6 separate regions of the Mus musculus genome follow, and all the other regions are linked to region 3. A link is a contact called in public HiChIP or PLAC-seq and promoter capture Hi-C data. All regions are on one chromosome and are shown on one strand. The core of a region is the stretch at or near the end of the contact, and the rest is flanking DNA. Distances in the headings are between cores, read along the strand shown. Region 1 holds the start of Phf2 (PHD finger protein 2). Region 2 overlaps Phf2 (PHD finger protein 2). Region 3 holds the start of Card19 (caspase recruitment domain family, member 19). Region 4 holds the start of Omd (osteomodulin). Region 5 has its middle 75 kb from the start of Gm36784. Region 6 holds the start of Iars (isoleucine-tRNA synthetase).

Evidence for each region. Promoter capture Hi-C pulls out the DNA fragments that hold promoters and counts their contacts. HiChIP or PLAC-seq counts read pairs in DNA pulled down with a chosen protein or histone mark.
Region 1: a contact with region 3 is called in a promoter capture Hi-C map of liver, with 3 times the contacts expected there. The contact joins the promoter of Phf2 here to the promoter of Card19 in region 3. A contact is called at or near these places in 13 of 39 promoter capture datasets (the 3T3-L1 cell line, the HPC-7 cell line, cranial neural crest and 6 more), 3 of 484 Hi-C or Micro-C datasets (CD4 T cells, embryonic stem cells and regulatory T cells), 14 of 115 datasets of contacts at active chromatin or transcription factors (bone marrow-derived macrophages, craniofacial prominence, double positive thymocytes and 9 more) and 3 of 9 other capture datasets (adipose tissue, liver and pancreatic islet).
Region 2: a contact with region 3 is called in an H3K4me3 HiChIP or PLAC-seq map of bone marrow-derived macrophages, with 3 times the contacts expected there. The contact joins the enhancer-like site here to the promoter of Card19 in region 3. A contact is called at or near these places in 4 of 39 promoter capture datasets (cranial neural crest, embryonic stem cells, hippocampal neurons and 1 more) and 3 of 115 datasets of contacts at active chromatin or transcription factors (bone marrow-derived macrophages, craniofacial prominence and pancreatic cancer cells).
Region 4: a contact with region 3 is called in a promoter capture Hi-C map of liver, with 2.8 times the contacts expected there. The contact joins the promoter of Omd here to the promoter of Card19 in region 3. A contact is called at or near these places in 5 of 39 promoter capture datasets (the SN4741 cell line, cranial neural crest, hippocampal neurons and 1 more).
Region 5: a promoter capture Hi-C map of cranial neural crest shows a contact between it and region 3. The contact joins the enhancer-like site here to the promoter of Card19 in region 3. A contact is called at or near these places in 3 of 39 promoter capture datasets (cranial neural crest, embryonic stem cells and pre-B cells), 2 of 115 datasets of contacts at active chromatin or transcription factors (embryonic stem cells and pancreatic cancer cells) and 1 of 9 other capture datasets (liver).
Region 6: a contact with region 3 is called in a FOXA1 HiChIP or PLAC-seq map of pancreatic cancer cells. The contact joins the promoter of Iars here to the promoter of Card19 in region 3. A contact is called at or near these places in 1 of 39 promoter capture datasets (the C10 cell line) and 1 of 115 datasets of contacts at active chromatin or transcription factors (pancreatic cancer cells).

What each region holds. Positions count from the first base shown.
Region 1 is chr13:48,869,141-48,872,860 of GRCm38.p6, reverse strand. Phf2 (PHD finger protein 2) reads left to right here and starts at 1,976. Exons shown (of 22, transcript NM_011078.3): 1 at 1,976-2,193. The coding sequence starts at 2,096. It overlaps Phf2os1 (a long non-coding RNA gene), which reads right to left and starts at 1,910. Exons shown (of 2, transcript XR_003950516.1): 1 at 1,658-1,910; 2 at 1-9.
Region 2 is chr13:48,837,006-48,841,042 of GRCm38.p6, reverse strand. The region is part of intron 1 of Phf2 (PHD finger protein 2); the gene reads left to right. Among named protein-coding and RNA genes, the nearest start is that of Phf2, 32 kb to the left of the region's middle. Within about 2 kb of position 2,527, at least 11 of the 459 cell types and tissues checked have an H3K27ac peak or open chromatin away from gene starts, as enhancers often do. A contact at or near this core is called in bone marrow-derived macrophages, where this site is marked.
Region 3 is chr13:49,213,337-49,217,372 of GRCm38.p6, reverse strand. It overlaps Card19 (caspase recruitment domain family, member 19), which reads left to right and starts at 1,347. Exons shown (of 6, transcript NM_026738.2): 1 at 1,347-1,436. The coding sequence starts at 1,430.
Region 4 is chr13:49,580,670-49,584,746 of GRCm38.p6, reverse strand. Omd (osteomodulin) reads right to left here and starts at 2,285. Exons shown (of 3, transcript NM_001360708.1): 1 at 1,934-2,285. The region is part of intron 5 of Cenpp (centromere protein P); the gene reads left to right.
Region 5 is chr13:48,781,084-48,785,032 of GRCm38.p6, reverse strand. No RefSeq gene overlaps it. Among named protein-coding and RNA genes, the nearest start is that of Gm36784, 75 kb to the right of the region's middle. RefSeq lists an enhancer at 3,731-3,949. Within about 2 kb of position 1,997, at least 92 of the 459 cell types and tissues checked have an H3K27ac peak or open chromatin away from gene starts, as enhancers often do.
Region 6 is chr13:49,680,454-49,684,449 of GRCm38.p6, reverse strand. It overlaps Iars (isoleucine-tRNA synthetase), which reads right to left and starts at 2,320. Exons shown (of 34, transcript NM_172015.3): 1 at 2,247-2,320. It overlaps Gm25394 (a small nucleolar RNA gene), which reads right to left and starts at 149; the gene lies at 17-149.

The DNA.
Region 1 (3,720 bases), core at 727-3,226, 350 kb after region 3:
CATCTAAGGCTAGGAGGTGGGAGAAGGGATGGAGAAAACAAACAGAAGTTAGGGCCAGAGGCCTGGGGTAGGGTCTGTACTGCTGTATAGCTCAGCAGCTTCGGGAGGGCTCTGAGAATCAGGGTACCTGATCCCCAAGCACAGGGGCAGCTGTAGTGGGCACAGCTGGCTGCCAGAGAGAATGTCAGAAGATAAGGAGAGTAAATGGAGGCACCCAGTGGTCAGTACCCCACCAGAAGGAGAACAGGCTTTCTGGGGGAAAGGTGAGGTGAGAGGAACAGGTTCGGGACTTGGGCAGGGGTGTCCTCTTCCCTTGCTCCCTCTGCCCCCACCTTTGGTAGGCTACTTCCCTTCTGCATTTAACTGCTCTGAGCTTCAGTTTTCACTTCTGCTGAATGACAACTGCACCACCTCTTGGGGAGAGTGCCTTAGGTAACAGGGCAGTGCCTACCCCACCAGGACACATGCCTGGTGACAGGGACAGGGGATTAACAGCTGTTTCTTGCCTTGTAAGGGGAAGGACCATCCAGTACAGAGGAGACCCAAGGGGACAGCTGGAGTTCAGGCAGGTAGCTTGAAATGAATTCATTGTGTACAGGTTGACGGGGTAACCTGTCTGCGCCCCCCGCCCCAATTTCCTATCTCCCCTGCCACATGTGTGCCCTTAGGTTACACAGTGCTTGCCCTGGTTCGGATCCTGATTTGTGGCCCTGGGTTTACCTATTTGGGAAGGGTGGGGGTTGGTTGAGGGCAGATTCCATAACAGGCTATCCTCTGAGTTGCCAGCAATGGAGCTGATTGGCAGCCGCACTCTGGGCAGGGATAACTGGGACTCTGCCTTGTCAAGGTAAGCAGAGGTCTGAAACTCTGGAATGTATCTGCAGAGACTAGCATCTCCACGTATTGTGTGGGGACAGGCAAAGGGGAAGCAGATCTAGCAGACAGCTTTCTTCCTAAATATATGGCCCTGCTCATCAGGGTCGACCTGGGTAGGGGACAGAGAAGGACCCTCATTCATATCTCACCAACCAACCAAACAACCAACCAACCAACCAACAAAAAAGCTCTAAGCAGGACAGGTGAGACCAGGGAGCCAGTTCAGAGCAAGACTGCAGGGGCGAGAGCGACAACATAACCCCTTGTCTTCCCCAGCAGTCCTGTGGCTCAGTTGCGACTCACTGGACTGTCCTCCGCTCCTAAGGTCTGTGGGTCTATGGGTTGTAATAAGGGGTCCTGGGCGGCACCAATCCCAGGTAAGCTGTGTCCTACAACAAACAGTTCACTCTCGGGTCCCCTGACTTTTGCCGGAGCATCGGGAAAGTTCACCGGATCGTACGAGGAAGCAAGGCAGCCCCCAGCTAGAAAGAAGGGGAAGGGGAGGTTATTCAAAAGCCAGCAACTCAGTCGCAGTTCGGGATGGGAGGGAGGCTGCCGGGCCCAGGAAGAGGAGGAAGATCCCCCTGTCCATCCCACTTCGGGGTCAGAAGAAAGTTAAGGCCAAGGAGTTGCTTCTGGCTAAGGCAGGGCTGTGCGAACTGTGTTCACGTAGTCGGGGGCAGGGGGCTCCGCGGCTCGTCTCCCTGGGAGTCCCGGGGCCACCCTCTCCCGCGGGGTGCCCCCGAGCCCGGCTGCTGGCTCCCCCAGGCCCGCGGCCCACCTTCTACCGCGGCCCGCCTTCCCGGCGGCGGGAGCGGGGCCCAGGCCGGCGGGCGGAGGCGGCGCCACCCGGGGCGCTGACGTAGCGGCCGCTCGGCGGCCGGGGGTCCCTTCGGTGGGGCCGCGGCTCCCCGCCCGCCGCCCCCGCGCGTCCATTCGCTTTGTGTCCCGCGCGCGGCCGGGCCCCCCGCGCACTCTCAGCCCTGCGCCCCGCGGCCCGGCGGGCGGCTCCCGGCGCGGCCCCAGCAGCCCGCGCCGGCATTGTGTGGACGCGCCCGGCCGCGAGCGCGCGCGCGGGCCCTGCCGAGCGCCCCCGGCCCCGTCCGCTCCGGCCGCGGCGCCCGCGCCCGCCGCCCCCGCCGCCCTCGCCGCGCGGCCCCCGGCCCGGCCCGGCCCGACCCGGGCAGCGCAGCGGCGGGGCGAGCGGCGGCGCGGCAACATGGCGACGGTGCCCGTGTACTGCGTCTGCCGGCTGCCCTACGACGTTACCCGCTTTATGATCGAGTGCGATGCCTGCAAGGACTGGTTCCACGGCAGGTGAGCGCGCCGCGGCCCGCCCGGCCCACCGAGCCCCGCGCCCTGGTCGCGCGCCCCGGGCCCCGCCGGGCACCGCAGCCGCGTTCGGCCGCCGGGCCGCGCGCCCTTTTGTGCCCAGGGCGGGGGCGTACGGCCGCCGCGCACAAAGCGAGGCCCGTGGCCGGGGCGGGCGAGGGGCGCGGGGAAGTTGGGGCTCCGGCCGCGATGGGGCTGGGACCCGGTCGTCTGACAGCGGGGCCGCAGTGGCCGCGGAGGCCAGGAGCCGGACGAGGCCCAGGCCCGGGGCCCCCGCCGCCAGCCCCCTGCGAAGTTGCAGGAACTTTCCCCGCGCGGGCTCGGGGCGGCCGGGCCGGGAGAGGCGGGCGCGCGGCCCGGCGCGGGTCCCCCGAGAGGCGCGACTGGCGGGCTCCGGAGCTGGCAGGGCTCGGGTGGACCGGGGGAACGGTAGCGAGGTAGCGGCCAGTGCCCCCCGTCTGTGCTGGATCCCGGGAACCCCCTCGGGACTGTGTCCTGGCGGGCAGGACCCCACCGGGGACCCCGCGTGCCTACTGGCTCGGGCCGGCCTGCGGGCCTAGGCGGGAGTGCAGTGACAGACCGACGTGAGTGTCTGTGTGTTGGGGTGGGGGTGTTGTGGCTTGGCCGCTCATTTCCTGGCCTGCTCGGCTCCCCATTTCCCTCCTCTCTGCTTCAGGCAGAGGAACCCCAGTTTTGACATGACCTTATGCTCTTTAAGGAAGATGGGGAGGAGGGAAAGAGGTAAGCTTGGAGATACTAAACCCGCCCTCTGGGCCCTTGCCGGTGGCCATGACCTGGCCTTGTGTCTACTTTTTAAGAGCCTAAGTCCCTTCCTACTTAGAAGTAAGAGGAGGAGAAAGAGGTGATCATCCTGCTTAAACTGCTCCAACAGGTTCTCTTGTGTTTGACTTTGCCTGTGGGATGTGCTTGGGCCTCAAGAGGGCTGGCCTGAAGCTGGACAGGTCTGTCTGTCCCCTGGGTGTGAGTTTTTAACAGCGAGTAGCAGGCTGGAGGGAGAGAACGGTGTGTGGTTCTGGACCGTCCCTGACCTTCCTTCTAGAGAGAAGACCCTTCTGATATCTCACATCCAGGATCTTTAGGGAGTCTTGAAAAAGAGCTGTGGTCTCTGGTCTAGTCATCTTTAAGTGTTGGGAGCTAGGTGGCCAGGATTTGATGGGCCTTCTCACATCTGTAGGCCCTGGGACAGAGGCCCACTCTTGTAGGGCAACCTGGCTGGCCTTACGAGGGGTGGTCCTGTATGGCTCACTGGAATCCCTCGAGTATCTTGTGTTGCCTCCCCCAAATATCTAGGGTTGTGGAGAGCACTCAGAGTTGTGTGACCCCTGGGCTCTGCTCCAAAACAGGGCCACTATAAACAGCCACCAACTGGCATCCATCTCGAAGGGTTTGTGGCCAGATCACAGTGGGTGATAGCCCGGAGGCCTCTCCAAATCCAGAAACGCTGGGAATCTGGACTTGAGTAGCCCTGAGAGTGGTGGCACCCCTTCTTCC
Region 2 (4,037 bases), core at 1,278-3,777, 380 kb after region 3:
GAAACAGCTGTGGAGCTGAGTAACACTAGGGGACTCGCTTCGTGCTTAGGGACATGTGTGCTTTCTACCTGTCATGTTGGCTTTTCTATAAGCAAGTCCGTTCTATAAATAGGCTCACAGAAGGGAATTCCCTGACAGGCAAGTCAGAGTCAGACCCATTGCACAGACTCCATGGTGGTGTGAAGACTTCCTGGCCCGTACGAATGCTTCGTGGCTCCTGTGAGTGTGGTGTGGCCAGTGTGAATGCTCTGTGGTTGGTGAGTACTCTCTAGCTTATGTAAAGGCTGCGGCATGGCTGCTGTGCTCATTCTATGGCTGCTGTGACTCCTCCATACCTGGTATGGATGCTCCAAGGCTGGTGTGGATTCTCCATGGCAGTGTAAAGTGCTTCAAAGCTGTTATGAGTGCTCCATAGCACCTGTGAATCCTCTATGGCTGCTGTGACTTCTTCATGGCCAGTGTAAAATACTGGCCATAGCTGGTGCAAATTTTTCCATGGCTGGTGTGAATTCTCAATGGCCGGTGTGAATACTCTGTGGCTAGTGTGAACACTCAATGGCTGGTGTGAACACTCTGTGGCCAGTGTAGTTGCTCCAAAGTGGGTTGAATATTCTATAGCAGCATGCCAGTGTTCCATAAAATCACTTCAAATCAACCTGCAAACCCACATCCCCCCTTTTCCCACCACTAGCACCCCACTTGCCACCCGTCTCTCAGACTTACTTGTTATAGACTTTTCATCTGTGAGTTGTTCTGCAATATTGGCCCTGTATGTTAGACTTTTCTCACTAATGTGTTTCCCATTCATCTGTGTTGCTGAATGTGTAAACTTTAAGACAAACACTGTTTTCTGTGCGTGAGCACATGTTGTTGATCTGTCCACCTGTCTTGGATGGTGGATGGTGGACGCTGTGCCCACTTCAGTCTCACTACTTTCTCTGACTGGGCATCGACAGAATGCCAATCCGTAACTCATAGATAGATAGCTAAGTGAGACTGCTGGCTTGTATTTCATTTTATGTTGATTTTCTGAGGAAATCACTTTTTTTTTCCTGTGTCTGCACCATTTTACATCTCTCAACTGAAGAAACCAGGGAAGGGTCACCATCTCTCCACATCTTCATAAAAGCTGTAGCCACCCCGCTGAGTGAGTGAGGGGTCTGACTTGCACTCCTCTGATGGCCTGAATGTTCAGCATCGTTTCCGTGCTTGATGGCCACTTATTCATCTTCCCTGGGGAAATGTCTGTTTGAGTCATTCGCTCATTTAAAATCTAGATGGTTTTATTATTGAGCTATAAGAGTTCTTTATGTATTTGGATGCTAGACCCTTACCTAATACGTAATCTAAAAACATTCTCTTATTCTATAAGCAGACTTTTCTTTCTTAACGGCGTTCTCTGTTGTACAAACCTGTTTTTTAATTAAATTGAAATTTTTCCTCCCTCTTTCTCTCTTTCTCTCTCTCACACACACAAACACACACATACACTGTTGCATGATCTCTTCTCATTCCCAACAAGCTCTGTGGTTTCAAGCCCCCTCCTCTTTCTCCTTATTTTTTGAACACTAAGTTTAATTGGGATTTCTGGACAAGCATGAGTGAGGGGGTTACTGGGGAATGGGCAACTTATCAAAGGTACTGAAGAGACTGACACTGCCTCCCTAAGCAGTAACCATCAGTGAGTTCCTCAGGAAGGGGTGGGGCTTTATGAGCCCCGCCCCTATCCAGGACGACCTGTTGTTGCTTGACCCAGTCTTAGATGCACAAAGGTTTCTAATTTTGATAAAGCCCAGCTTATCATTTGTAGATGCTGCTGCCGCCTCTTTTGTTGGTGTTATATCTGGTCACCCACTGCCAAATCCAAAGGCTTGAGGAGTTCATTCATGCTTTCTTCTAATACCTTTATCGTTTTAGATCTTAGAGTGGGCTTATCAGTTTGTTTTCAGTTAGTTTTTCCATAGGGTGTCCGGTGGGCATTAGGAATAGAGAGAGGCAGGCTAGAGAACCTGCTGGCTAGCTAGTGTATACATGGTAAGGTTCAGGTCCTAAGAAAGATCCTACTTGAGACAGTAAAGCAGAGAGCACAGAAGAAGACACACAATGTCCTGCCCTGGCATCAACATACATGTATACACATGCGTGCATTTGCAAACTCATGTGCATACAGTATATCACACAAACACACCCCCCCACACACACACACACAGGATAGTCTTTCCCGATTGAATGATCTTTTATTTCTGGGTCTAATTCTATTCCGCTGGTCTGTTTCTAGCTAGCTAGGTACCAGTGGCACCCTGTTTGGATTACTATGGCTTTGTTGTATATTTTGAAGTTCTGAAGTGTATGTCCTCTTAACTTCATTTTTGTTTTTGAAGATTTGGTTATTTGGGGGTTCTTCACGATTCTACATGAGTGTAAAGTCAGTTTTTACCCTTGCTTCAGCAGTGGACAAATCTTGCCTGAATTTGAGGTACATTTCCCTCAGACAGCTAATCCTTCCTGATGTGTGTGTCATCCCTTTCTTGATTTACACAGCCGTGCTGCTGTGGTAATCTTGCATCCCACAACTTCCCCTCTTGTTTATTAGGGCTAGCATGTTTTATATATGTGGTTTCCATGTGACTTTCTGTACATTTAAGCTTGTCATCTGCAAATAAAGATCACATCACCTCTTTCTACTTGAAGACTTGTAATTCAGTCTTGCTGTCTAATTGCTCTGACTAGTCACCCTAACACTGTTGAGTAGAAGACAGCAGTGGCCATCCTGGCTGTTTCAGGTCTTCTGGGGAAAGATTTTGGCTTTTCATCATCCTGTGTAATATTAGCTGTGAGTTTTTCCTGTTAGGCTTCTATCTTGTTGAGGAAAGTATCTTCTATTTTTACTCAGTAGAGTTAAAGACTTTTTTTTTTTTTTTTTTTTTCTGAAGAGTCAGGAGTTTTGACACACACCTTTAATTACACCACTCTGGAGGCAGACACAAGTAGATCTCCAGGCCAGCCTGGTCTATGGAGTGAGTTCTAGGACAGTCAAAGCTACAGAGAAACTCTGTCTCCCTCCCCCACAAATAAAAATAAACAAAATTATGACTAGGTGTTGGAATTTTACCCAGTGCTTTTTCTGTATGGGTTGAGGTGATCACGTGGCTCTTCCTTGCGTTTATCTAAGGTAAGAACGTCTGAGGAAGGATGGCGGCTGGGGCAGAAATGTGATGGAGAGAGGATCTCCTTGCTCTGCTCCTTGTCTTTTGCCCTCAGAAGTGGGTGACAGTCACATGATCCCTGCTCCCCTGTAACCTCCAGGGGGCACAGAGCACACCCCTTCCTTGTAGTGAGATGGAACTCTGCAGGGACGGAAGCACTGGTTTATTTCATGTGCTGAGCTATCTGCTCACTCCTGTGACAAATCCCACTTGATCGTGGAATACAGCCCTCTTGGTATGCTGCTGGACTTTGTGATATAGTTTGCTGAGGATTTTTATATACTATTAATAAGAGTTGTGGTTCTTTTGTTTTCTTGTATGCTTTTGTCTGGCTTTGAAATCAAGATATTATTGATCTCATAAAAGGAACCAGGAGGTCTGGGGATAAGAAGTAGAATCCTTGTCTAGCTCGGTTAAGGCCCTAAATTCATTCCTAGCACCAAAAGCCGGTGGCGTATGGGTCAAGATTGCTACTTTCCTATCTGTTTGTTTCGGAGGAGGGTTGGTGTTGGTTTTGATAGAATTCACTAGTGCTGTTCCTAGACTTTTCTTTTTTTTTATTTTATTCAGTGTGTGTCTGTGTGTATGTATATGCGAGTGTGTGCACGCTGATGCCCAGGCATGCATCATGTGGAGGGCAGAGGACAACTACCAGGTGTCTCTTCTCTTCTACCGTCTGGGTTCAGGGAATTGATCTCACGCTATCAAGCCTGGTGGTGAGCGCCTTTACCCACTGAGCCATCTTGCGGGTCTCTGCAGTTTTTTGAGGGAAGAATGACAGACACAATGTCTTACAGATCTGTTCATTTTCTATTTTGTCACGTGTGTACA
Region 3 (4,036 bases), core at 98-2,597:
GGCACAGATTAGTGCTGAGGACAGCTGCCTGCTGACTCTGCATTTGCCTGGCCGGTGGGGAACCTGAGCAAACCTCGCTTTCTGCAGTTTTTAGCAAGGGGCAGGAATGTATTGATCAATACCACTGGGTCCAAGAGTTTGGAGCTCTAAGTGACCTTGTAAGTCAATCTCCAGATTCCTTTCGAGCCTCTCACTCCCAAGATGAGAGGTTGCAGCACTGGGGAGGACAGAGACAGACACGGAGGGCTCAGGGACCCAGGGGGTTCCTGGACTGTCCGGGAAGTGCATCCAGACCTGGGGCCTCCATTCCTGGTCTTGGTCCTGGTCTGGTTCCAATATCTCAAGTTACAGCTCTAAAGTGTGCCAGACTAGCCGCACCAGCGGAGAAGCAAAATCTGGTGCCTGCTGCCATTGCTGGCTGTGAGGGTCCTGCCTCCCCGACCCTCGCAGATCTCCATTTCCTAGCTGGGCCTGGGCTTGGGGCCTTCCTGTGGTTGGTACCAGAGCTTGAAGAGCCAGGCCTATGTACAACAGAAGGGAAACAAGTTGGGAGGCAGAAAGATTTATCACCTGAGGCCACACATTTTACAGTTAGGAAAATTGAGGCTCGGTCAGACTACATGACTTCCTTAACTAGGCGGCAATGCCAGCCATTTGTCCTCTGTGTAAATGGGGGACTTGGTAGAACGAGGACCCACTAAGTTCTCTGTTAAGTCTCAATTCATCACTGTCCGGTCGAGGCCCTGTGGACTTCCGTTCGGTCCCTGGTTGCCAATGAACTCCCACCAGCCTTTTATGCCAGACTTGACCTCCTATGTGACCTTGGGTAATTCTCGTCTCTTTTAAGACTCGGTTTCTTCATCCAGGAGATGGGAGTGGGGTGGCCAGAGCGTAGCAGCAGAAAATTGAACTGAGAAGTTCACAATAACCTCCTAACCTCCGCAAAAAGCAGGCACAAGACCGGGAGGAGGGGCAGGGCATAGGCGAAGGGACGCCGACCCGGGTAGCTATTGGAGAGGCTGTGAATGGGGCGAGCCTTGAGCCGGGACGTGGCTTGAGTTCTCTGGTCCAGACAAGGACTTGGGTACTGAGTTTCTCCGCTAGGTCACTTATGCTAGCTGGAGCGGGACTCCCGGCGTCGCTACAGGAGAAGCTCCTCAGGGGCCGAGCTCTCTGCTGCGCGTAGTATAGAGTTAGGGAAGTTGTTTAGAGCCCGAGCCGCCCCACGGCTGACGCGTCTCCAGTGCGAAGTACAGAAAGGGGCGTGGCTAATCGGAGGGAGGGGCTTGGGGGCTAAGATGTCGTCGCTGGGCGGGACCTATAGGGAAGAGGCGGGGCTTAGGGCCAGGCCTGCGGGCGGCGGTCACCGGAGCCCTCGCGCCGGGCGGCGGACAGCCGAGGACGACGGGGCGGCGCCGTGTCCTCCGCCATGACAGGTGGGCGCGGGTCCAGGAGGGCGACGGGAGCCGTGTGACCTTGGCGTCAGCTGGCGCCGGCGACGCGGGCGTAAGAGGCGCGCGGCGGCGGGGTGTCCCGGGCTCTGCGCGACGGGCCGGGGGCGCCAGGGGTCTCGGGTGCTGAGTGGGGGGCCGTCGCGGGTCGAGGAGGAAGAGCAGCAGGTGAGCGCTCTCCCGGTGCACTGCACCGGCTGCGCCTGCGGAACGGGCGGTGTCCCGGGACGGGATGGATCTGAGAGAGGGAAATGGTGCTCCTCGCCAGTCTGCTGAGACTTTAGAGCGCCGCTTGCACACAACCCCCTTGGAGGCGGGACCGGCGCTGCAAACCTGGGTAGCTTGTAGTACCAGGGAGACGCCCGTGTTTCCCGCTCTAGATGGGTCTAGAGAATTCGGACCCAACAACTGGATCCCTCTTCTCCAGGATGGCTTGGTTGCCCCAGCCCAACCCTTTTGCTCTGGGGACTCACCCACTTTATTCCTGATCCCAGAGGGACACAGTGACATTGCTGTGCTAAGTTCTCTCGGTAAAAGATCCGATGAGAGGATGAGTCAGCGAGGGACCCCTGCTGCCTTAGAGCCTAGGGAACGTGATAGCTACCAGATGCACTTTTTTTCTGGGAGTCTCTTGTACTTCATATGGCAGAGTTCACCTGGGATAGCCCAGAGAGATGAGGTAACCCCAGAAATCCCAGGGGTCTCTAAACTGGAGTCAGCGTTGGGCATGCACAAAAATAAGACCTCATAGGTTGCAACCTGGTGACTTCTAGAACAGGTTAGAGGAGACCCCATCTTCCAGGCCCTTCTTGTTTGGAGCTGCAATTTCTGAGCATTATGTGTAGAGCCCCTAATATACACTCTTGTTCAGAATAGCCATTTGGGGGCAGAAGGAATATTCTCATGTCTGTGTAGGAATGGGAAGATAAAATCTCAGGTTGGGTAAGTGCCCCCAGACCACCCTGCTGGTCAGTGGTAGGAGCAGAATGGGAGCCTTGGCCTCAGCCTCTGGTTTCCCAGATCCTCTAGTAAGTTCATCAGGATGTGTGGGACAGATCTCGCCTGTGCTGGCCTCCAAGGGCCCATTGTAGAGACAGGATACCCATGGAAAATGAGACATCCCACCTCCAGGAGAACAGGTAGTTGTGGGGGTGGAGAACTTTTAGCTGGAAGGACACAGGCAGGCCTTGATTGTGGCAATAATACGCTTTCCTCTCTGCAGTCTACTTGCTGGCGCTTTGACACTTCTAAGCATCCCACCTTTTTCTAGTGGGAGATGGAGACTGAAAAGCAGAAGTCTGAGAGGGTTGGATGGGCAGCCCTGGGGCGACAGATCCCTTGTTCATTCTTGGCTCAGTGCCCTGGTGCACCAGCTGAGGGTCTGCCATACACATTAGTCTTTGTTGCCTCTGAGTGTGAGTGTGAGTGTGTGTGTGTGTGTGTGTGTGTGAGAGAGAGAGAGAGAGAGAGAGAGAGAGAGAAAGTGTGTGTGTTTGGTGGTGATAGATACTGAGAGTTGTGTCTTCACAGAATAGGCAGTATAGTATGGAGCGAGTGATCTAAGCCAAACCAAGTACTATGACAAGAACTTATGGGAGTGGTTCAGAGGGGAGTCGATGCTCAAGTTCTGGACCCCAGGAGAATTGTGAATTCTTGGAAGGGGGCTAAATAAACTGGGCATAAATCAATCACATCTTCCCAGCCTGCTGCATGGGTCCTGGCTCTAGTGAGCTGCAGACAGAAGGCTCTGGGACCCTAGGAGCAGAGTAAGGGCAGGTGGGACCAGCTGCTTCAGGGTCCCAAATGCCAGAGTGAGGACTTAGGTCTGGGCTGCTGAAGTTGAAGATGAGGTGACAGAGCCAAGTTTCTGGTACGAGCTGGCAGGGAGGGAAGTTACAGGGAAAGGCTCATGGATTCTGCACAGAATGATCTCTTCTTTATCTAGTAAAGGCATTCCTGGCCTTGTTTACCGGAGCCTGGTATCCAGGCAGAGCCTTGCCCGAGTCTCCATTATACCCAGTGGCTGCCTCTATGTGGTTGCATGAACAGCTTATAAAAGCCACAGGAAGCACAGGAAGTACACTGCCCTAAAGCTGCTGCTGGCTTAGCCCTGGGCTGGGCCACCCAAGGCAGGTGACTCAGGGCTCCTGTGACTCATGGCTTGTGGGCAGCAGAGGTCCATCTTGGCTAGTGGCACTCAGGGTAGGAGGAGGCCGCTATGAGGCACTGGCCACTATCCACCAGCAGATCTCGCCTTGCCTTTGGACCTTGGACTGGAGCCCACTCAGAATTCTTCAGTAAATGCCTACTGTGTGTGCATCCTTGTACACCCTGGCACGATGTGGAGTGAGACAGCCTTGGCCTGCTCCTGTCTGGAAGAGAGCAGACCCCAGAATTCTCGGTGATTCATATGTAAATGACAGAAGGAGAATGTCAACTGGCAGCCCCAGCTTGGCTGTTACCTCCAGGCTGATGGCAGGCTTATAACCTTAGTGTGCCTTCATTTTCCTCTCTGAAAGTGGGGCAGTTGCAGAGCCGGTAGGAGGATGGAGGTTTAGGTAGGTATAAATAGAACCACAAAATGT
Region 4 (4,077 bases), core at 1,036-3,535, 370 kb before region 3:
AAATCTTACACATTTTACTCTTTTGTTGGTGGCATTTTACTTGAAATTTTTTTAGGATTTTATTGTACTTGCTATAGTAACTTTTAAAAGCATTTTTGCTACTTAATTTCAGTCCCAATACAGCCACTAGCAGTAGATTCTTAGGGGCTGCTTTCCCAAAATACGCACTGAGAGCCAAGAAGTAGAGCTGGTCTGTGGCACCACGCCAGGCCACAAAGGACTCTAGAGTTCTGCCGCACTTGCTCATGAGCATCCACTCTGTCTTTTCGTTGTGTGAAGATTTTATCCTTGTATGGAGACCATTAGCAGTCCTCAAAAGCAACCTTACATTTTAGAATTAGAATCTCAGGAGTTTGAGACATTGGAAGAAAAGGAAATCCCGATAATACTTCATGGCAGCTTAACTTAGCATCAAAAACAAAGGCCTTTGACGATAGAAGGATTCATGTTGTCTCCTTTTGGTCTTCGTAAACACTTCAGGAAGATTTCCCTGGAGAGCCATTTTTCCACTGAAATCCTGCCCTTTACTAGTCTTCCTCTCTTCCACTGTGGTACCTTCTTTCTCTTTAGTGATTTTAATTCATTTTACCCAGTGAGTCTCTTCTTAGTCATTGCTGAGCATATTTGGTTACTTTTGCTTCCATATTCTACAATTTCTGCCCTGTTCTTTGTAATATAACTCAGAGACCATCAGAGTAACTCACTGTGAGTCATCTCATTTCCCAGTCTCTAGGTTTTAACAAAGCCTCAGTGCAGTGCACTTGCTCTAAGCAGTCAAAGATCTATGGAATGAGTGACTTAAGTCACAGGTTATGGCTTGTTAGCAGTGCCTTTCTCTGTTAATGTTTATTTCTCTAGGCATTCACCATGCTGGTTTCTTTAGATGGTTAAAAGTTAGAGAACTTAGCTGTTATCTTTTGTACTTATTTCTATATAACAATATGTGATATTTCTTACTTATATTGTCTATTAGAAATATGAGAGATGAAGAAAAAATAAAGCAAAGCAACAATGTAAAATTTAAGAAATTATCCATTAATATGAATTTTGCAAATAACACAATAAGAGTTTCTTTATCATAACATTTCTCTTACTTGAAGAAAAACACTCATGTTTTTAAATGAATGTAGGTCCTAATCCAAATTAATAAAAGTGTTATAATTTACTTAGTTCTGGAAACTTAAAGGTAAAAGCATTGTAGCATGTCACTGTTTTAAAGCTCTTAACCGTTTTACTGATAGGCCATAGAAGCCAGGATATAAAGATCATCTGTACCTGTTAATTCTTGTCTAAGACAACTTTAAATTTAGTCTTTTGCTCTTTAAAAAAAGTGTGTCTCAGTTAAAATAATACATACATGCATACATACATACGTACATACATACATACATACATACATACATACATACATACACAATACATTTAAATCGTAATTAACTTAAACTTAAGAATCCTTTAATAACCAGACAAAATGTTCCTGTCTTGGGAATGATACAAATGAAAACAAACATTCTAAATCAGAAATTTGCCCAGTAGAAAAAATTACAACAAAGCATTTTTTTTTAGCAAAATTGTTTAGCAAATTTTTTGTCATTTAAAATTAAGAGCAGAAAAACAAACCCAAGAAACTAAAGAGAAATTGATTCCTTTAACCGAAGATTCTTTCCCTTTGTCCAGTTTTATTTTAAAAATAATCTAAACAAATATTGCTTATTGAGTCATTTTAAATCAGAAATTTAAACTCACCTTGCTGGTCTTTTTGCTTAAACATTTTGCTTAATCGAAATTTTAATTTAATTTTTAGTCAGATTTTGCTTCCCCGATTGCGCTTTTATGATAAGTGCAGTCTAATTTAATATTTAGCAACCCTAAGACACTTTTGTAACAGTAAGAATACATACTTTAAGAGTTGAAAATTACTTTATCATCATACCTGTTGAGATTGCTCTAGTTTCAGGGACTGATGAATTGGCAATCCTTTAACTGAATCAGAAATGCCTAAATTCTTTAGCGAAGTTTCTTAAAAATCCACAGTAACTCAGTGTGCAGACAGGGCTGTCCTTTGAATTACTGGAGCAATTTAAGTAAATACAATCTGCTTGGAAAACACTTGGGTTGAATTAAAATTTTGTACTTCTTTTCATTATACAGAATTTTGTGGATTCAAAGTAAGATGTTTGTGCTCTTGGTCAGATTTATGTGGCTAACTTCTTTCTTTTCTCCTTAATTTTGGTTTGAGGTGTGGCAAGAATTTTCTCTTAATATGAAAGGCAAACAAGACTAAATGAAACAACATGTACTGATTACTGTTTTTATTTTCATTTTTATGCCAAAGAATTCTTCAGATTAAAGTCCACTGTGACCTGGAGCCCAGTGTCTCAGCAATTTAAGGTGGAATTCAAAATTGTATCCGGTTCCTGGGTTGACAGAGGCTTGCATTCACATCAGTGCTTTCCTTTGACTCTTGACTAAGAATCAGAAGTGGAAACATACAGCATTTCACATCTAGTTTACTTTGAGAATGCAGTAGAGTGCATTGGTTTCACAGATTAAAGGCACAGCTTTCCCACTTATAAAGACTACTAATAACTTTTAAAGAGAAATGAATTCCCTCAGCTATGTATGCTAGTGCCTTGCCTTTCGGCTCAGTACACAAAATAATTTTATAGTCCACTTTGTCTTTAAGTGGGATCGAATAAAAGCCTCTGCTGCTCAGTCACTTCTTCTACCTTTTATTGTATGGATTTAGAAACTTTCTTCATTTGCTGAAGGAGCCCTCCTTAAGAGTTGCAGCTAGCAAGCCTGCTTACTGCAAGGCTACATTTTTGTGCTAATGTTTTCATAGTTAAACAGAGTTAGCTGTGTCTCTTGGCATCAGCTGTTGAGTTTTTTGGAAAGACATTCTTTCAAGCTTGAGAAGTTTTGGTTCTTCAAAACAGTGTTTTCTATTAGACTTTATAAGTAACCTAGAGGATTTATTTTAATGTTTCAGATTTAAGAAAAGTATATAGTATTTCAACGGTGCTTTGGCAACATTGTAAACATCTAGTCTATTACTCGAGACATTGGTATGTGAAATGTGGCAGACCGCACTTGGGCCAAGATTCCATTTAGTTACCGATCTTTTCCATATGTTTCCTATTACTGTCTTTGTTCTTAAACCTCAGGCTTTCACACTCGGGAGAAGAACAAATCTGTATGTTTTTCTCAAGCATTGTTTTAGTCCCCTTATAGTTCTTTTAAAAGATTAAGTTAAAATCAGCCACTTAATTTTTAAATATAATTCTTTATTAATTGTATGTTGTGGTCTTAAAATAGTGATTCTGTTGTTCTTGTTTCTAGATTAGGTAGGAAAATATATCACTAATACTAGAGCACATTTTTTGAAAGTCTAGAACCAGAAGTGGTGATGCACACCTTTAATCCCAGCACTTGGATAGTAGAGGCAAGCAGATCTTTGAGTTCCAGAACAGCCTGGTCATCAGGATGACCAGACCTACACAAAGAACCCCTGTTCCCCAAACAAAAGTGTTTCTAGAAAATTTAAAGGAGGCTAGCAGTGTATATGATGTTGCATTTGGCAGTGACTGAAAATGAAAGAGGATAGGCGAGTTTCTGATTACTGATTTCTTAGGCAACTTCATTGTACCAAATGGAGAGAAGTCAGATGAATTGGTTTTAAAAAGTTTAAATTATATGGTAGAGTTATGATTTTATTGAAACAGACACGGCATCTCAAAGCTTAACAACATACTAGTGCTGGCTAGGGAAAGCCTCCTGGTTCAGCCTAATTAATATAATAGGTAATTTTTCTCATTTATTTGTTCATTGTTCAGCTCTTTAAAAAAAATTAAGTACCTATTTGTGTAAAATAGTTTAAAATTGAGGACTCAGTAGTGAGAATCTTATTGTCATAGAGGAGATAAGTAAAAAATAAAAGTTTATTGAGTGGTCAGAGTATAGCAGAGAAGAAATCAAGGTAAAGGATAAAGATAAGTAAGGTAGAGAAGTGCAGATGGGCAGCTCTGCTCCTGCTGTCTGTGAGCCGGGGTGGAGCAATGAAGTTACCCTATGGTG
Region 5 (3,949 bases), core at 748-3,247, 430 kb after region 3:
TATGTGACTCAGGGGATCTATTTTGAGCCATAAAAGCCAGTTTCAACAGGATATGTCTGGCATGATTCTTTTTCTAGAACACTCATTAAATAACGTAATTACAGAGATGGAGGCAGATTAGAGGTTGTTGGGGGTCAGGGATGGAGTTAGGTGAGGGACTGAAGGGACAGACTTTATAAGACAGTGTGGATGAGAGAGCTGATTCTAGGGGAAGTCGCTTCATGCAAGATAAAAAATACAGAGCCCCAGCATGTGTGTACATGCAAACATGGACGGATGCTCATGTTTAACGTTGACTAAGATGTCCTCATTTTAATACCCTGTTCTTGTTCTATGATTCCCTCCCCAGTGGGGGTCAAAGGTATTCATAAGATTTCCTCTGTACACACTTTCTGAAAATTATTTACAATCAGTATTCAAATAAAAAATGTAGAAAAAACTACATTGCAGCAAAAAAAAATCTTACTAGGATGTATAAAATCAAAATTGACAACAAACTCATACAGATTAACAGTAAGATGAACAACACAGCAACACTGCAGGAAAGAGGCTTTAATAAAATATGCAAATAAAAATTAGCATATGGAAAAGTTCTTTACCGCCATCCCTCAGGGATATGCAAATGACCGCTCTGCTAAGCTTCCATCCATTAGGCTCGCATTAGAGTGATCAACCCAGAAATTACTCTTGGGCAGTTCAGGTGGGGGAGGAAGCAGGCCCACTGCGTGAGACATTGTGCTGGTTAAATTAAACACATGGAAGGGCCATCCAAGCTCGGGGGAGGGGCGGGACGTCTTTCCCAGAGAAGTGAGAAACTATAGCCCAGAGTTTATGACTTAGGTGGAGAAACCCAAACACCTAAGTAGGGTAGATGTGGGCGAGAAAACCCATCTGTCTGTATGCGATGGGTCTGCTGTGTTAGGAAAGGCTGAGCAGATAATGGCTTCCTTCAAAGAAGCCAGAAAGGACAGCTGTGTGGGTTTGAGGCTGGGGCCAGGTAACACTGGCCCTGAGCAACATGGGAGGGAGAGGTGAGCCCTGTAGTACAGGCTTCAGGAAGTTCTTGAAAGAGCTCCCCACCATCACAGAGGTGGTGGCCAAAACCAAGTCTTCAGAGTCAATTCCACAGCACCTAGTTCACACCTCAATTGTGTTTTGGCAACACTAGGGATGGAGCCCAGGACTTAGCCTGTGCATAGAAAAGCATTCTACCCTTGAACTATGGTTCACTTAGCACAAGGAAGTTGATTTTTTTTTTAACACTTCTGCCCATGTCCCTGCCTCCTTTCTGAGCTCAAGCCCATTTTGAAAGTCATGTCCAACAGGGAAAGACCATGGTCTGTGCCAGCCAAAAGCTGGCACGAAAGCCTTGTGCCTCTTCTCTCCCATGGGCAGACTGTATACAACTATCTACTCCCTGTCCCCCACACCAGCATCTTCCAGAGGCTTGATCGTCAAGTCCTCCCTTCCACCTTGGTCAGCTGGGCCCTTTCCCTCCCTGATTTTGTGTGGCAAGATTGCATCCTCCAAGAAGCCTTTCCAGGTTCTCCAGGCTGAGCCCTTGGTGTCACAGGGTTGACCTGTTGTTTGGTTGTTAGATTTTCCTAGAAAGCCATGTTCTGTTCCCGACTCCATTGGGGTTTCCTCTGAGGCAGGAACCTCTATCTCCTGGGGCTTTCATTCGCTGGTGCTGGGCAGGAGGTCTGCATCCAATCTCAGAGGCCTACCTGTGTTTGGAAATCCAAGCCCGAGAGGTGGGGTGGGCCCTGCAGTTGGGGAGGGTTCTGAGCTGATTCGTTAAAAGGTTTTATGAAAGCACGCTAAATAGACCGTGCAATTGCGAGAATAAGTTCTTCTCTGGTGGAAATTACTCAGCCATTTGGTTCTTATTTTGGCGAACGTGGTTCGGCCCTTTTGAACGCACTTGATACGCCTCGGCTGCCAGAGCAACAGGAAGATATGCTTTGAATTCCCTGTAAACCCCGTGTAAACACCAGGCTTACGGGTAATTGCAACAGAACCCGGCTCCACCCCGCAGCCTCTGCATGCCACCCCTCCCGACTACTGCCTAGGCCTGCAGCCCGCGGCTCCGCCCCTGGGCTTCAAGGTCTAACACATGCCCAGACAGAGGCTGGGCTCCCAGAAGGGCTTCCTCCTGGCAACAGGGAGCTGGTAGCTTCTTAGCCGGCCGGCCTTGGTGCGCTTCATAGTCACTACATCTCTGGATTCCTGCCCTGGCTTTAGCAGAGAGGCTGTGGCCTCTGGACCGCTCTGCCCTGCCCACTTCCCCCAAGCCTGTGTGTTCTGGCGCCCTGAGCTCACAGGACATCACCAGCTCTGACTTTTGGTGGACGTGGAAGCCTTACAGTGGTCTGGCTTTCAGGGTTGTGGCTCACATCGAATCTGGAGGGGGCCTTCTTGCTTTCTAACCTTCCTGCCTCTTGTCAGGCTCAACTGGAGCATCCCTCAAAGGCCAAGCTGGAGCGCAGCATAGATCTGGGGCTGAGCAGCACTGGCCCCAGCAGCAGTGTGAGAGAGGACTGTAGTTTGGGTCCCAGGCAGCCGCTTAAGTGCTGGGTGGATGTAGCAGCCCACCTGCAAGCCCAGCACTCAGGAGGAAGAGACGGGAGAGCTCAGAAGCGACTAGGCTAAGTTCGCCAAATTCTCAAGCTCTGGGTTCAAGTGAGAGACCCTGCCTTAATATGTAAGGTGGGGGGCAATTGAGTAAGGTATCCAATGACAACCTCTGGACTCCACATACCTACACACACACACACACACACACACACACACACACACACACACACAGAAGAACCCACACATGATCATGCCTCCACACACATGAACCCACACATGATCATGCCTCCACACACATGAGTATACACATGATCATGCACACCCCACACACAAAGAGTGACTGAGAGAGATAAAGAAGAGATGATTATTTGAGAACTCCCTCCTTTCTGATGGGATTGATGCTCTTCTTACGGACTCAGCTCACTGACTTGTCTGTCTCCTGACATTTGAGACTCCAGTGTTTCCACCTCTGGAGGATGAAGCCTTGGGAGCAGAGACCAACCCTTGCAGGCTCAGGTGTTGCTGGTGCCTTCATCCTTACCTCCCAGCCTCCAGAACCATGAGAAACCAATCTCTGATCTTAATAACTGGTCCAGCCTCTGGCATTTTGTTTAGCAACCTTAGTGAGCTAAGCCCCAGATCTTGCCAATGGGCGTGTGGGGCTCCTCCCATTCTGCACTCCGTTTCTTCAAGTCCCTTGGGGACCATGGTCACCTCAGAATCTATTTCTCCCCATGTCTTTGTGGCAAGTCAATGAATCAACCCAGAAAGGGGCTCTGCATACTGTAGTTAGGAACTTCCTTGGACAATGAAAACAGCTGGATCATCTAGAGGCTTCTTTGCTCACACATCTGGCTGGGGTGGGATGACTCCGTATGACTTGGGCTCTGTGGTAGCATGGGTGACCTTCTTTAGGTCGAGGTTCTTATGAGGAAGTTCCAGGCTCTGTGGGAGAACTTCCAGAGAGCCTAGACAAGGTTAGTAGTGTTGCAGCCAGAAAGGCTGTCCTGGAATCACTACCCCAAATTCTTGTTGATCAGACTTCACAAACCCGGACATATTCCAGCGGAGGCATGTGGACCCCACTTCCCTACTTCTTGATGGAAGACATGTCAAAAGTTGCAGCCAAATGTCCTTCTCACCAACACAAATAACAAGAATACTGTGACCTTTCCCAGGGTCTGGCCTGGGCTTCATCCTGGCCTGTGCCTTGAACCCTGCTTGTGTATGAATTGGACGCTGCTATCCTGAGGTTCTTTTGAGGAAGCAGGCATATAGCGCGGGTAGTATTTGGCCCCCGTGACTCCTGGAGGTCCAGAAGACCTTATCCTTTGACAACAACTGCACATTACATTCACATGACTTCATTCTT
Region 6 (3,996 bases), core at 1,071-3,570, 470 kb before region 3:
ACCGTTGTAGGAAGAACAATGTACCAATGACCGGGCTATGGCAGCTGCTGAGAAGAAACAGCTCCCATGCATAAATCACAGGGTTTTTCTAGCCCATTGTATCCACTGGAGAACCGTACCTGCACAACAGCCTCCAGCAACCACAGGGCAGTTTGGGGGGTGGGGGTGGGGGGCAGATGTGGGTGGAGAAGGGCCGGTAAAACTGCCAGGTTATGCACAGAAACCCATTTTCCTTCCACACACAATCCAAGCCTTTCTTCCTTATTTTGTAGTCCCTTCGGGACATTTTAGCTCTGCTTCCTCCTCTGCGATTTCATTTCCTTTTTGAGGCAGTCCCATAGAGTTCAGGGTGGTTTTGAACTCCTTGGGTAGCTGGGGATAACGCTGACCTTCTGATCTGGTGGCCTGTACCCTCCTGAATGTTGGGATTACAAGTGTTTTAGGTTTTTGTGTGTTTGCTTGTTATTTGTTTTGGTGAGAGCCCAGCCTGCTTCTGCTTCTGGAGTCTTGGGATCAAAGGTGTGCTGTGCACCACAACTTTCCAGCTCACAGGTGTGCTTTGGGGGGCCTGGGGCTTGAACCCAGAACCTTATGCACACAAGGCATGCACTCCAGCTACGAACCATAGTCTTACCTGACCGTTTAGCTATTTATACACTATTTCCACCAACCTTTGCTTAAGATGATCTCAACTTATCTTGACAAAGTATCCCACAATGCCATGGGTGCTGCTGCTTATGTTGACACACACCTACCATACCATCACTTGGGAGGCTGAGGCAGGAGGACAATTTGAAGCCAGGCTAGGCTCCACGGGAGAGGCATACATCATCATCTTACTTTTTACACCTGACGTCTCTTTTAACTCTGCTAAAGGGATCCACTATTCATCTCTCTAATGTGCACAGGTATTATCTGCATGTATGTTTCATGTACCATGTGTGTACTGTGTTCCACAAAAATGGCATTTCATTGTCACTCTGGGTGTCTCTTCAGAGGAACAAGTGACTAAGACATCATCATCATCAACAACAACAACAACAAAACACAAGCCAGTCAAACAGAAACGCCCCTCCACATCCACGGGGTACTGGATTCAGGATCTGTTGGAACACCCAAATACAAGGATGCTTAATTCTCTTATAAACATAGTATTAGCCTATAATTTACATGCATCTGCCGGTGTATTTTAACTAATCTTTACTTATCCTACCTAATACATTTAAATCCTAGATACACAATTGCTATACTATATTGCTTAGGAAATAATGACCAAGACATTACGTTTGTACACGTACAGTACATGTCACTACTACAGACCTAACCACATAGCATGAGCACTGGCTGGTTGAAAGCCCAGATGCAGAACTAGTAGTTAGAGAAGACCAACTCTATACTTTCTACCTATACACTGAGAAACAAAAGAGCAAGTCTCAGATACACTAGTTTGCATTCTGTGAGTTTCTCAATGATTTCGGCTTATTTCTCTAACACAGTAAAAAAGAGAACAAATTCATGAGGTTGAAAACGAAGTTATTCTCTCACATATTCATCACGCACACGTCCCAAGCCAAAATGACAACAACGACCCCCTCATCTTCTGTCCAGACAGGATAGATTTATATAAACCTTGGAGTATAATCTCTGCCCACCTTCAGTCCAAGCCTATAGGAGACCCGGATAAGTTATCTCTTCACACCTCCAAACCCCAATAGTTTGTTCTGTAGGGCCGCCAACAGTGAGCTTAAACTGCATTAGCAGATTCTGTGAGCCCAGGACAAGCGTGCAGCGCATAACCTACCTACCTTGGTACCGAGAGATAAGTACACGCGAATCCCAGCACAGTTGGGAGAAGCCCAGACTCCAGAAAGACTCCTAGGTTAGTTCTTTTAAAACACCTAACTTGGCAGTGACCTCAATCAGATTCCGATCTTCTCTCGGATACTATGTCACGCTGCATTCTCACAACTCCCTGCTCATAAGCCACCAAGGTCCCACTAAGTGAAGGGGGTACTTCTAAGGATCTCAGTCCTCCACCCAACGAGTCAGGCCAGAATCTGCGGGCAGCTCTGAGTTCTGCAATGTTACTCTCCCTCCACGAAAGCTCTCTGGAAATAGCTTTGTGCCCGCAGCTCACTCACAGTGAGAAGCAGCGTGCTCCTTTTTCACCGCCTCGTGCTGTCTGGAGGTTGTTACACGGGCGGGCCTCACTCTGCGGCCCAGAAGGACAAGAGGGTGCGGCTTACCTGGGAACCCGGAGAGCTCGCTCAGGTTGCAGCCTGCGACCACGTTCCGCGTCTGGAGGTGATGCAATACTGACAGTGCCAGGCTCAACCCCTCCGCGGCGCCCAATCAGCGTGTGCCATCCAACACCTACAAACAACACGTGTGGCGATTGGTCCGTGCATAACTGCAGAGCAGGATGGGAGCGTCCCTGCAAAGGAAGGAGAAGACGCTCCAGAGCCCTAACCCGGCAAGTCAGTGGCTACTCAATGTGGCAAAGTTTTTGCCTTCTAAGTCTTGGCCTATGAACGAGAGACACCCTTTCGTCCTGGGTCCATATGTCAGTACTCTCTCTCTCTCTCTTTTTTAAAAGGGTTTGTTTATTTGTACACAGTCTCCTGCCTGCATGTATTCGTTGTAAGCCAGAATGGTGAAAGCTTGGGGTTGAACTGGAGACCTCTGGAAGAGCAGCCAGTACTCCTAACCTCCGAGCCATCTCTCCAACCCCAGTATTCTTAAATATATGTCAATATATGTGAATATTATTAAATATATGTGAGTATATTTGAGATCTGGACATTTGACGCCATATAAAATTAGTTTAGACTCAGGGTCTCTTGTATCTCCTGCTGGCTCCGGAACTCCTAAGCAGCTAAGGAATGACCTTGAACTGCAGAACTTTCTGCCTCCACAATGGGAGTTACAGAAATGTTCCATCACGCCTGTTTTTATATGGTGCGGTGGATAAGCCGGCCATTTGTGCACCATAGCCACACACTGCCAACTGAGTTAGATTCCCAGCTGTGATGGCATCTAAAATTTATGCTACATATGAAACTTCTGACAAGTGACTCCCACAATTATTTTGGGAACAGTACATATTAACCTGGAGACTACTAACCATGTGGTAAATGGCAAGAGAAGGGAAGAGGGTCTGACAATAATCTGAACCCTTTATTGAATGTCATTGCAATGGTTCTTTTCATTTCAAAATTTTGCTTATGTATCATTACATATCTACTTAGTACCCTTCGGATCCGGCCTAGAACAAATGAGAACGTTGACACCAGTCTGTGAAAGTAAGTTTTGGCCTTGATAAATTGACAGCGTTAATTAGGTAAATAAGTGCCTATTTTATTAATGACAGAAAAACAAAAACAAAAAAACGGATTTGGCCTAAATGAAGTAGAAATCTCGGCGAGTTTTAGAACATTTTGATAACTGTTGAGTGTTTTATTCAACAGTTCTAGGCCCTATGGTGTCGAAAATTAGATGCAGTGTTTGCCTGTGCTTCTTGCTTTCTTAATTATGAGTATCCTTATTAACCAGAAATATTTGGAGTTTTTAAGCTTTGCATTCTTTAAATTGCCAATTGGTTCACCTCATGTTTATCCTCTGATCAGCGTGCAGAAATAGAACAAAGGTCCCTGCACAAAGTGAAAGAAACTTATGTACCCATAGGTAGTGTAGACTGGACCAGGCTGTTTAAAAATTGGATTGAGAAACACTATAAACTACTGTTGGGAAGTAAAGGAACAGTTCGTCTAGAAAATAGGTAATTAAAAAACTTTCGCTGGTCGTGGTAGTGCACGCCTTTAATCCCAGCACCCGGGAGGCAGAGGTAGGTGGATTTCTGAGTTCGAGGCCAGCCTGGTCTACAAATTGAGTTCCAGGACAGCCAGGGCTACACAGAGAAATCTGTCTCAAAAACAAACAAACAAACAAAAAAAAAAAAAACCAAAAAACAACAAAAACAAAACCAACCAACCAACC